2 separate regions of the Macaca mulatta genome follow, and region 1 is linked to region 2. The links are chromatin contacts, called in public Hi-C maps. All regions are on one chromosome and are shown on one strand. Each heading gives the region's core, a stretch centred on a gene start, on an enhancer-like site or on the middle of the called end of the contact. The rest is flanking DNA. Distances are from core to core; before and after follow the strand shown.

Region 1 (5,285 bases), core at 2,385-4,884, 100 kb before region 2:
GGCTCTGCTCAGCAGGGCTTTGGTTTCCTGGATCTCTGTAGATCTCAACATGTAAGCTTCCCAAAAAAGTGAGCAATCCAGGCTCTTCTGCCTGCCCACCTCAATTCCTTTTCTGCTCCCAGGAGCAACTGTTTCTGCCCCATGGGGATGGAAAACCAGTGGAAACAAGGACCAAGAGCCAGACATCAAAAAAATCACCCTGGAAGAGCAGGGAGAGACATGTGCACTTCCCTGGGCCACTTCGCCAGCATCACCCATCGTTAGCAGCCACCAGCTGCCCCATGCCCTCGCGGATGTAGACAGACTGGATCTCCTTGGTCTTGAGGCAGAGATCGCAGGCCCAGACGGCAGAAGCTTCAGTGGTCAGTAGCCCATAGGCGCTCTCAGTCATGCCTGTGCACTCACGGTGGAACCACTTCTGGCAGGAAGCCTCACACAGAATGGCATCCTGGTCATCATTCACCTCACTCCGACAGGCACCACATGGGTACACCAAGCCTGGGGGAGGCTGGGGCCCAGAGCCCCCACCTGCCTTGCCAGGGGGTGCCAAGCTGTTGGCATCTGGAGTGCCCCCACCCCGCCCACTACTGTTTGGGGGGAAACTGGGCTGGTTCCCATTAACAGCAGCAGCTGGGGAGCCTGAGTGGGGTTCCTGGGGAAAAGCAGTAGGGGCAGGTGGATTCAAGGGCTTCCCCCCATCCTCACCACCAGGGCCAGGAAAGCCAGGGTCCGGACCAGGAAAGGGACTTGTGTTAGGTGGCAGGCTGGGAAGCCCCTGACCAGGTCTCTGGAGAGAAGGGCCAAAAGGAGCCCCTGGCTGAGCAAATCGTTGGGACAGAGAAGGTGGGCCCAACTCTGCTCTGGGAGGCTGTCCCATGGTGGGTGAGATCATGGGACCAAATCCCCCAACTGGGCCCGGCATCATCTGCCCGCTGGGAGGACTAAAGTTTTGACCTAGAGGCTGGTTGAAGGGTTGGCTGGGAAAATTCATGTTGCCTGGGGGTGGGTAGCCAGGGCCCTGGGGGGGCATGTTGAAAGCAGGGCCCATAGGATTGGGAGGGAAGGGGGGTGGCTGTCGACGAAGTGGCTGGGGGCCCCCTCCAACTCCAGTGCCATAGCCTGGGGGTACCTGGCCCGCCATGCCCCCCTGCACGCGGAAGCCTCCAAAGGGCACAGGACTGCCAAGGAATGGAGGGGCTGCACCCCCCACCTTGGGGGCTCCGAAGTCATCTTCAAAAGGGTTGGATGCAACCAGGTGATCCACCATGGGAGTCGGGGGTGGTGCAAACTCCGTCAGATGTGAGTATGCAGGGCCCTAGTGAGAAACAGTTGAGGGAAAGAGGGTCATGGAGGGAAACACAGAACTAAACCAAGAGAGCACTACCAACACAATACACATTTTGGAGGCTGATACTGGGCAGCTCAGGCCTAAAATCAATATGGACCACAGGCCAGGTACAGTGGCTGACGCCTGTAATCCCAGCACTTTGGGAGGTCGAGGCGGGCAGATCACAAGGTCAGGAGATTAAGACCATCCTAGCTAATACGGTGAAACCCCGTCCCTACCAAAAATACAAAAAAATTAGCCAGGTGTGTTGGTGGGCGCCTGTAGTACCAGCTACTCGGGAGGCTGAGGCAGGGGAATGGTGTGAACCTGGGAGGCAGAGCTTGCAGTGAGCCGAGATCGCGCCACTGCACTCCAGCCTGGGCGACAGAGCAAGACTCCGTCTCAAAAAAAATAAAAAATAAAAAAATATATGAACCACAGGCCGGGCACAGTGGTTCACACCTGTAATGCTAACACTTTGGGAAGCCGAGGCAGGAGGATCCCTTGAGCCCAGGAGTTTGAGCCCAGCCTAGGCAACACAGCAAGACTCTGTTACTACAAAAAAAAAAAAAAAAAAAACCCAAGAGAAAGAGGGTGGAGAGTGGAACCAGCATAGTGCAGTAACTGTGTTTTAAAAACGGGCAGAACTAGAATGGAATCCCAGCTCTGACCGTGAAAAACAACCTCAAGACTGTGGAGCACATATTTAACATTTTTAACCCCCAGATTTCTCGTCGTAAAATAGGGATAATGCCTATCTCCCCCAAACTGTTAAAGCATGTTAGCACAATCCCTGGCACTAAAAAAAGGCTCAGTAAGTGGAAGGTGTTACGTTATCATCATGAGGAAACCAGGACAGGAAACATGGAGGAGACTGGAACCCTGCGTGGTAAGAACTTTGGTCGAATCATCTCTAAGGAGAGAATACTTTCCCCTAAATTTGTTATAAGGTTCAGGGAAAGAACAAGAAACAAAGCAAGAAAGCCAGTTTTCTCTCTCCTCCCTGCAGCTGATGCAAGATACAAACAGATACTGGAATGGCAGAGTAGACAGTGTGCCGCCAAGGGGCTGCCGGGAACCACCCCCACCACCAACCACCATTCACCTGAGTATTTGACTTCCTTCGCTTCTTTTCTGGGCTCTTCATTTGCAGACCTGGAAGAGCGGCAAAAGGAAGACGCAGACAAGTTTCCCTGAGGTTTCCCCAACCTCTTTTCTCTCAGCCATGCTCTGAGGAACTCCTTTAACGTCAATACATACTTGCTTATTTATTCAACAAATGCTAACAAGGGGTGCAATATGAAAAATAGATCGTGAAGATGATCATACTCTCAGCTATGTCTTCCTTTAAATGAGAGATATCCCATCTTTCGATATCCTCAAGCTCCAAGTGACTACTGAATTCCATGTGGCTCCAAACTCTAGCGTCCTCAATGTGTGACACCTGCCCCCAACTCCTGGAGGATTACACCCACCCATCCTTTTCACCTGAGCCTCCCTTCAAGCCCTTCAGCCTGTGAAACGCCCCCCTCCCACCATCCCTCCCCTCTGAGGTTCCCAAGTCCTAGGCTTCTTCAGCCCCCGCTCCTCGCAGCGCTCTCACCGGCCTTGCCCTGCTTCCTCCCGGTGCTGGGCGGCGCAGGGGGCGGTGCGGGGCCGCCACCTCCCTCCAGCTTGTCCGGTGGGGGCGGCGCCGAGGCGGCCATGGAGTGAGGGACCGGGGTTAGCGGCGGCGGCGGGGGATGGAGGCGCCCTCGGGCTGCACCATCGCCCAGAAGGGGAGTCAGGGGCAGCACAGGCCCCCAAGCTGCAGCAACCACAAAGTGGGACGACAGGGAAGCGCCCAGCCGCGGCGCGAACTGCGCGCTCTCTCCACACTCGCCGCCAGCCAGCGGCTGCAGCAACCGGAACCGGAACTCGGCGCGGCCACCACCACTAAGCGCGGCGGGGAGGGGGAGCAAGGACCGGACGAGACCCCACGCCAGAAAACAGGCGGCAGGCGAGGGGCGAGGCTTACCACTGCACCACGCGAGTGGAGAGGGTCGTTTCCGCTAGCGGCGGCCCACACCAGCTCACCGAGGGGCGGCGGCGCGCGGCCCTGCTGCCGGACCGTACCATCCCGGGCGGTGGAGCCACCGCGGAGGGGCGCGCGCGAGCCGAGGGCGCGCCTGGGAGGTCTAGGTAGTCCCGGGGGCCGGCGTTGCGGCGCCGGGGAGTCCGGGTTCTTGCCTGGACGCACCCGGAGCCAGCCCCCGCCCCCCGGACACAACATCTTCATGGGGACGGTGGCGCGACACGCCCCACTCTGCCGCGCCCAAACTCCGCAGACCCCCTAGCTTCCCTCGGCGGCCGCGACCTCCCGCCTCCCCGCTGTGCAGCTAAGGGCCCGCGGCGTACACAATAGGCTTCCCAGGATTAAGAGGCAGAGGTAGAAGAAATACGGACTTTAATGAAGAGTTTTCCCTTTGGTATAAGTGAGACCCGTGGAAACATCCAAACAACAGCAAAAGGAGTCCAGGATGAAAACGGTCAACTGTCCCTTATCCACAAGGCCAAAAGAGGGGCCCAGGCTGGGCCGGGCCTGTAGAAGGTACTCAGGAACTGCAGGTTTTGCGTTTCCCCTCCATGAAACTGACAGGCATTCGAGCTGACTTCTGCCTCTCAGTCTCGCGGTAAGAGACCCAAGTTTTTCTAGTCCTAGATGGAAATAAATTTCATCTGCCTCAGGTCTGGTATAAAAGGTGCGATCCCAGTTACCTCACAGGCCTGGGCGAGGAAAATGCCAACAGCTGTAAAAGGGCTTGGAAAAGTCAAAAAGGTGATGTATAAATGTAATAATTGATTACCATTTTGTGCTCGAGAATAAGCCATGGAAAACAAAATAGGAAAGTAAGTCTACAGCCCTAAAATATATGCATATAAAACTTTAAAAGAATGCAGTTCCAACTCTACAGATGGTATTTGGGGATTGTCTACTGCTTTAAGAGTCTCAATGCCCTTTTTCCCACCTCCACAAAATCCACCTGGGAGAGTGAACTGTACAAGAGGCCCAAATTCAGTCACCCCTACCCCACCCTGCCAGAAAGGGAGGCAGGGCAGAGGCTCCAGGAAGGGCTACACTTTGGCTGTAGAGTACAATAGGCATGCAACATGGGAGAGGGCAGGCCTTACGAAATGTATATACAGACCCCTTGGGGTGAGGGGCCCCGGCCAGGAGGCACTGAGCAAGGGAGGGATCCATCTCCCCCCTGGCCGGGAGGGGGGCTCTGGGGCAATCTCTAAGGGTTGCATATCCCCAGGGAGAGGGGACAGCTGCCACTCCTGCCTCTGTTATCCCAAACCAAACCGGAAAGAGTGCTGAGCAAGAAGACAGGTCCCAGAAGCCAAGAAGGTGTTGGCATCCCTGTCATTGAACTCAGGGGCCCAAGAACTCTGCATAAAATATCATCAGACCTAAGAGATGGTCAAAGGCACAAAGTTTAAACATGGTGGGGTGGGGGTGTTGAGAAGGGTCTGGGATACCCTGAAGCACAGAAGTGTGATTTGTTCCCCCTTGCCCAAAAGGGTGACTGTTCCACTGGGCCTGTCACCACAGGACATTTTCCATGACAACCACTCACTTTCTTGGGGAAGGGGCATCAGGTTGGCACAGGAAAGGCCCAGGTGAAGGGCCACTCTGTACATTAATACTTTGGTGATCAATGTTTGGGGAGAGGCAGGATTCTCCCCCAGGCTTCTGACTCAAACCCTCAAACCCTCACTCAGCTGGATATGAAACCCAGAGTCCACACTACTCCCAGCTCTGACACAAGGCCAAGCCCGCAGAACACTCCCAAATGAGGTCCCAAGAGTTAGGGAATAGGGTGGAAGGGATTGGAGGGCATCTTCTGGAAGAGAGGTCTGGGGCAGATCACAGTTTCCGCTCCACAGGTTGCTGTAGACACAGTTCGCTGCCCGC
Region 2 (5,953 bases), core at 2,110-4,609:
TCACTTGACTTCACTCCCTGCCCCCTGCGCCTTCATGGCTCTAGAGTTCTTAGCCCTGCCCTCCTTTAAACCTGACTTCCGCCCACAGCAACCAGCTCCCTGACCACAGGGCTGCTCCTCAGCCTCCTGGTGTTATTGGTCCTGGTGATGCTTGGTGCCAGCTACTGGTACCGTGCCCGCCTGCACCAGCGACTCTGCCAGCTCAAGGGACCCACTTGCCAGTACAGGTATGAGCATCACCTCCCTGCTACCACTTCCTTTAACTGGGGACAGTGCTGAAGGCTGCCTCACCTCTGCAGCCCCTGCAACCTGGTTCTGAGCCCTAAGCCCCTTGGACCTTAAACTTGCTGACTGCCATACCCCACACCTCCCTTCCCTATATGCACCCACAGCTTTTTACCTCACAGCTGTGCCCCTGTGGGGTGGCTGGAGTGCTAGGGCCATTTCTCCCCAGGAGCTCCTGTGCTGGATAAGTGGGGTCTTCCCTCAAGCTAATAAATAACGCCCCCACAGGCCCCACCACAGTTTTCCCTATACCACACATAAGTGCCTTCAAAGAAAGGGTTAACCCCACTCAAGGATGGCATAAGGTAGAGAACAGGGTCTGAGGCTGGGCCCTCTCCCTTCTTGCCTTTCCTCATGCATAGGGCAGCCCAGTCTGGTCCCCCTGAACGGCCAGGACCTCCGCAGAGGGCCCTGCTGGCACGAGGCACTAAGGTGAGTCCCAGATGCCAGAGGAAGGGGACTCCACCTTGGCTGGGCATCCAGCTTGGACCCTGGGGGGTGCACATTAAAGGCTCCAGACTCAGAGAAAGGCTAGCACTGCCCAAGAGTCAGTCGAAGGAGTCAGGGCCAGCCCTGCCCTGCCCTGCCTTCCCCTCCCCTGGCTACAGGCAGAGAAGCTGAGTCCAGAAGAGTGGGGAGGGCAGCCAGCTGGAGCAGGGGCTGCTGGGCTCCATCCACTGGCCAAGAGGTGGCTTTGAGAGGTGGGTCTATCCATGCCCCCAGCAGTGACCCCAGGAGGGCACAAGGGCAGTGGTGCTCAGAATGGCCTTCCGTGGGCCCAGGTCACCATGTTAGAAGGGCTGGTGAGCACCCCCGCCCTAAGCCCTCTGCTTGGATGATGGGAGTGTGTGCACACCTCCTCCCCACTTGCTCCCCACCTGCATGCACCTGCGTAACTGCATGCACAGCACCCACTGCCCTGGGCCCCTGCCAGCCCTCCCTGGGCACTGACCCTTCTCTGCCCACTCTGTCTCTCTGCTTCCTCTTCCCCCTCTGTGCCCATCTGCCCCTCCTGCCCTCTCAGCAGGCTAGTGCTCTCGGCTTCCCGGCCCCCCCTTCCAGGCCGCTGCCGCCTGACCCTGTGCCCAAGAGACTCCAGGTAAATCTGGGCCAGGGCCCGCCCTGAGCCAAGGCAGGTGGGAGGCTTGGTACCCAACTGCAGTTCTCATCCCTGCTCCCTGCCAGTGGTGCTCTTCATTAGGTGATCGGGGTGCCCCTCAGCCTTCAGACACTCTGAGCCCCAGAAGCAGCAAAGGGTGAGCCTCCTGCCTTGGTTTCTACCACCATCTGGTGGTCAGTGGCGGGACTGCAGTCGGCCAGGGACTCCGCGGTTGACCTACACCTTCCTCCCCTGAGACATCAGCTGGCATGCCTCCAAACCCTCTGCGCATGCCCTCATTCTCTCCTGCCCCCTGGCTGACTTTGCATGTTGACTTGAACCCCTCTGGGGAATCTCTATGCATGTCCACAGCCCCTGGTTATGCTCTCACAGCCACTGCCCCTCTCTCTGTTCAGGCTGAGCTGGCTGACCGACCCAATCCCCCTACCCGCCCTCTGCCCGCTGACCCGATGGTGAGAAGCCCGAAGGTAATGGTGGGGGGAGAGAAGGGCACGGCCTCTCCCCCCATCTAGGGCTGTGGTGCTGGTAGCCATGACGGTGGTGGCCGTGGCGAGATGCCCCCTCAGTGCATGAGGGCACATATCCAGGTGGTGCCTTTAATGGTGACAGGTTTGTTTGCAGACAAGGGTGACCGATGGTGCTGCCCCCAAGCTGGTGTTCCCCAGCACCAGTGCGTTGGGGGTGGGCAACATGACACCCCCCCCACCTAAGCCGGCCTCCTGCCTTCTCTCCCTCAGTCTCAGGGGCCAGCCAAGCCCCCACCCCCAAGGAAGCCACTGCCTGCCGACCCCCAGGGCCGGTGCCCATCCGGTGACCTGCCAGGCCCAGGAGCTGGAATCCCGCCCCTAGCGCTACCCTCCAGGTAGGAGGAGCCCTGGGGATGGGTGGGCGGGGCGAGTGACCTGGGGGAAGGGGGTCTCTGACCCTTTTTTCTCGGCTTCCCGCACTCCAGACCAGCGCCACCGCCTCCGACAGTGTCCTCGCTCTACCTCTGACCTCTCTGGAGGTTCCGCTGCCTCCAAACCGGACTTAGGACTTCAAGAGGGGGGCGTGCCCTCTGGAGTCCCCTACCATGACTGAAGGCGCCAGAGGCTGGACGCGGTGTCTTAAGGCTCCGGGCACCGCCACGCGCTGTCAAGCAGCACTCTAGGGACCGGCGGCGTAGTTGCAGCTGGGGTTTGGGGAGGGGCTGGGGGTTGGAAGGGGTTGAGGGAGGTCCGCACAGCCTGTCTCTGCTCAGCTGCAATAAACGTGACATCTTGGGAGCGTTACGCAGTTTGTCTGCTTCTAGAAGCCGGGTCGCTCCTGCTGCGGTTCCAGGTCTGGCCGCCAGGAGACGCTGCTGCCTCAGATGAGGGCGGGCTGTGTGGGGCGGGAGTACCAGAATGGGTCGGCATGTGTCCCCGGGATGCTCGCGGCTTCCCTCTGCCCAGACTGGGGTGGCTTTCGGCGCAATCTGTCAAGCCGTTGGACCTGCCGTCCCGACTTTGACCACTGGCTGGGAAAAGTGGATCTGGCTGGTGTTCTCAGAGCCCAGGAGCCAGGGCGGAGCGGGGCGGCGGCTGCTCCCACGATCCCAAGGCGGCGCACCTGCCTCCTCCCCCTCCGCCGCCGCCGCCACCTGAGGGATCCGGAACAAAGGTGCTTTGTACAGGCTACAACCACCTCATTACTTCGTATTCGGGACTGGGGCCGCGTGGGCCCCCAGCCTGGATCGAAGGTGTGGAGCGGCAAGGGACAGACGCCAATCCCAAAGTGAGCATCTAGCGCGCCACCTAAGGCTTTTTAGGGAAGGTGGTCCCAGAAGCTGTGTTGTCCCTTCCGCTTGCACTATCCCTAGATTTGCAAAGAAAACGGGGCAGTGTATGAAGGTGGTTGGATAGGCTAAGGTTATGTACCCTTATTTAAAATCTTCCAAACTTCTAATAAGGCAGTCTACCCAGGACTAAAGCAGACACGAAAGGGATAACCTCCCTAAAAATATTGCTGTTGGAATACGTCTTTCCTCCCCGTCCCCTCGCAGTGAGGTGCAGCCTCAGCGGAAGCTTTGGCGAACCCGGCGTGCGCTGCGGTGCACAGAGGGTTAACTGGAGTTGGCGCTGGATGGAGAGGAGGAGACGCGCTCCCATTGGCGGAAAGTTATCCAGGGCGGGGTCTGTGAATCTCCGCACCCCACCCCCCTTTCCACAACCCCCCTCTTCACTTTGTACCTTTCTCGCCTCGACTGTGAAGCGGGCCGGGACCTGCCAGGCCAGACCAAACCGGACCTCGGGGGCAATGCGGCTGCTGCCCCTGCTGCGGACTGTCCTCTGGGCCACGTTCCTCGGCTCCCCTCTGCGCGGGGGCTCCAGTGTCCGCCACGTCGTCTACTGGAACTCCAGTAACCCCAGGTAGCCGGGCCGAACCGGGCGAGCGCCTAGCCAAGTCTGCGCGCTCCCGGGCTTTGCGCGCGCCCGCCACCCGCTCTGTGCGCGGCGCCGCCTGAAGCTGGCCGCGCGTCGGGGCTCCTTTGTTTGAGCCGGCGGGGAAGGGGGGAAGGGGGAGGGGCGAGGCGCGCCCTGGGTCGCCCCACAGCCCGCATGTGTTGGGGGGCAGGCAGAAGACCCCAGCCCCGAGGGTTGTCTAGGGGGTCTTGGAGCATGGACCTGGGGGGGCCTTTGCCCGCACTCCGGGCTCCGCCCCCCTCGCTGCTCTCCTGGCATCCCCAGCCTCCCGCCGGCCGGAGCTGGGGCTGGCGAACTTGAGATCAAGGGAGGGGGCTTTACTCTTGTGAAAGAGCGTGGGTTACTCTCCTGACCGCTGGGTCTCACCTCTGGCTCTTGCTCTGTTTCCTGATCTCATTTACTATCTCTGCTTTCATCTCTGTCTTTATTGGTCCTTCTGTTTCTTTCCAGTGTCAGCCCTGCCCTTCTAGCTGAATCACCTCTGGGCAAGTCTCGTGACCCTCCTAACCTCATTTATCTCACCTGTATAATGGGCTAATAATACCTAGTACCCTGGGAAGTCCGGCGGGGTAAGTGAGGTCATGTATGTGAAAGAAGCTCAGGCTGTACAGATATAAACTATTATTTCTTTCTCTCTCCTGAGCTGCCTGCCTTTGAACCTCAGTATATTTTACTGTTTCCAACCCCTTCCCCAAGTCTCCATGTCTCTTCTGTTTCCCAGCTGTTTTTCTTTCTGATTTTCTACTTGAGACAATCTATGACTCTATTCATTTCTTCACTTACTAACACTTATTTATTAAACACATACTATATGTGCCCAGCCCTGTGATAGGTTGCAGGGGATTAACTATATAGATGAGAAGATCAAGACCCTGCCCTCTGGGATTCCACAGACTCTGGAGAACAGGCGCAGGCAGCAGAGCCTGCGTAAAGACAGGTCATTACAATACCAAGTGATAAGAGCTTTTGTTGTCCTTGGACTCTGAATTCCTCTATCTCTGTCACAGACCAATGCTTCTGAATCGCTTGGAGGACCTGTTAAAAATTCAGGTTTCTCACTCCCCAATCTTACGGTTTCTGGTTCATTCATTCAATCCACAAATATTTATTGAACACTATCTTGTGCTGGGCACTTTTCCAGGCACGGGGAATGCAGTAGAACAAAACTTACCAAGGCCCTGTCCTTGCTCAGCTTGCGTTCTAGTAAGTCTGGACTGGCTAAGCCCAGGAATCTTCATTTCAAATCAGAACTGATACAGGTGGGCCTTGGACCACCCATTGGAGGCTTTTCCTATGTCACGCTTCGCTGTGTTTGTGGTATGGGGGGTGGTTCATGCAGCATTCGGTACTGTGGGGAGCAGCCTGTTCCAGCCCTTCCCACCTGTGCTGGCTTCCCCAGGCAGCTCCCAAGAGGTGGGGAAGGGAGTGCTGAGAAGACGGAAGACTGGGTAGTATGTGGACTCCCCCCATGCCTGGCACTTGCTCTTCCTGGCCAAAAAAGGGAGGCACCTAGCACCCACTCCCTCATTCTTTTTTTTTTTTTTTTTTTTTTTGTTAATTTTTAGAATTTAGAGACAGGGTCTTGCTCTGTCACCCAGGCTGCAGAGCGGTAACAGCTTGCTACAGGAACTCATGGACTCAAAGGATCCTCCCGCCTCAGCCTCCCAAGCAGCTGGGACTACAGGATTGCACCACCACACGTGGCCTTTATTTATTTATTTATTTATGGTAGAGACAGTCTCACCATGTTGCCCAGGCTGGTCTTGAACTCCTGGCCTCAAGCAGTCCTCCCACCTCGGCCTCCCAAAGTACTGGGATTCAGATACTAGCCGCCACACCTGGCCTCCCTCATTCTTTTTTTACCATGACATTCTTTTCACCCTTGGGTTGAAGTCTAAAGGACAGTGTTCCTCACTTTATATCTGTGTTTGAGGAGACCTTTCCCAACCCCTGTCTCCTCCTCTGTATCTGCAGCTGCACTGTGTGCAACTGTACTTCCTGCCTCTGCCCAGCTTCTTCACAGCATCCATCCACCTGACATTGATCAAGCCTGGTGCTGTACCACGTTGGGTGTTGGGCACTGGGGCTAGAGAGGTGTGTGGCA

Evidence for each region. A called contact is a pair of places that touch in the nucleus more often than the background predicts.
Region 1: a contact with region 2 is called in a Hi-C map of liver, with 3 times the contacts expected there. The contact joins the promoter of PYGO2 here to the promoter of EFNA4 in region 2. A contact is called at or near these places in 2 of 14 Hi-C or Micro-C datasets (fetal cortex germinal zone and liver).

What each region holds. Positions count from the first base shown.
Region 1 is chr1:112,040,450-112,045,734 of T2T-MMU8v2.0, reverse strand. PYGO2 (pygopus family PHD finger 2) reads right to left here and starts at 3,634. Exons shown (of 3, transcript XM_015110893.3): 1 at 3,345-3,634; 2 at 2,433-2,482; 3 at 1-1,315. The coding sequence starts at 2,474. The coding sequence ends at 251. It overlaps SHC1 (SHC adaptor protein 1), which reads right to left. Exons shown (of 12, transcript NM_001261487.1): 12 at 3,751-5,285. The coding sequence ends at 5,238.
Region 2 is chr1:111,937,353-111,943,305 of T2T-MMU8v2.0, reverse strand. It overlaps EFNA4 (ephrin A4), which reads left to right and starts at 3,359. Exons shown (of 5, transcript XM_077944830.1): 1 at 3,359-3,795. The coding sequence starts at 3,509. ADAM15 (ADAM metallopeptidase domain 15) reads left to right here. Exons shown (of 24, transcript XM_077942864.1): 19 at 89-227; 20 at 648-717; 21 at 1,313-1,384; 22 at 1,801-1,857; 23 at 2,143-2,267; 24 at 2,358-2,676. The coding sequence ends at 2,400.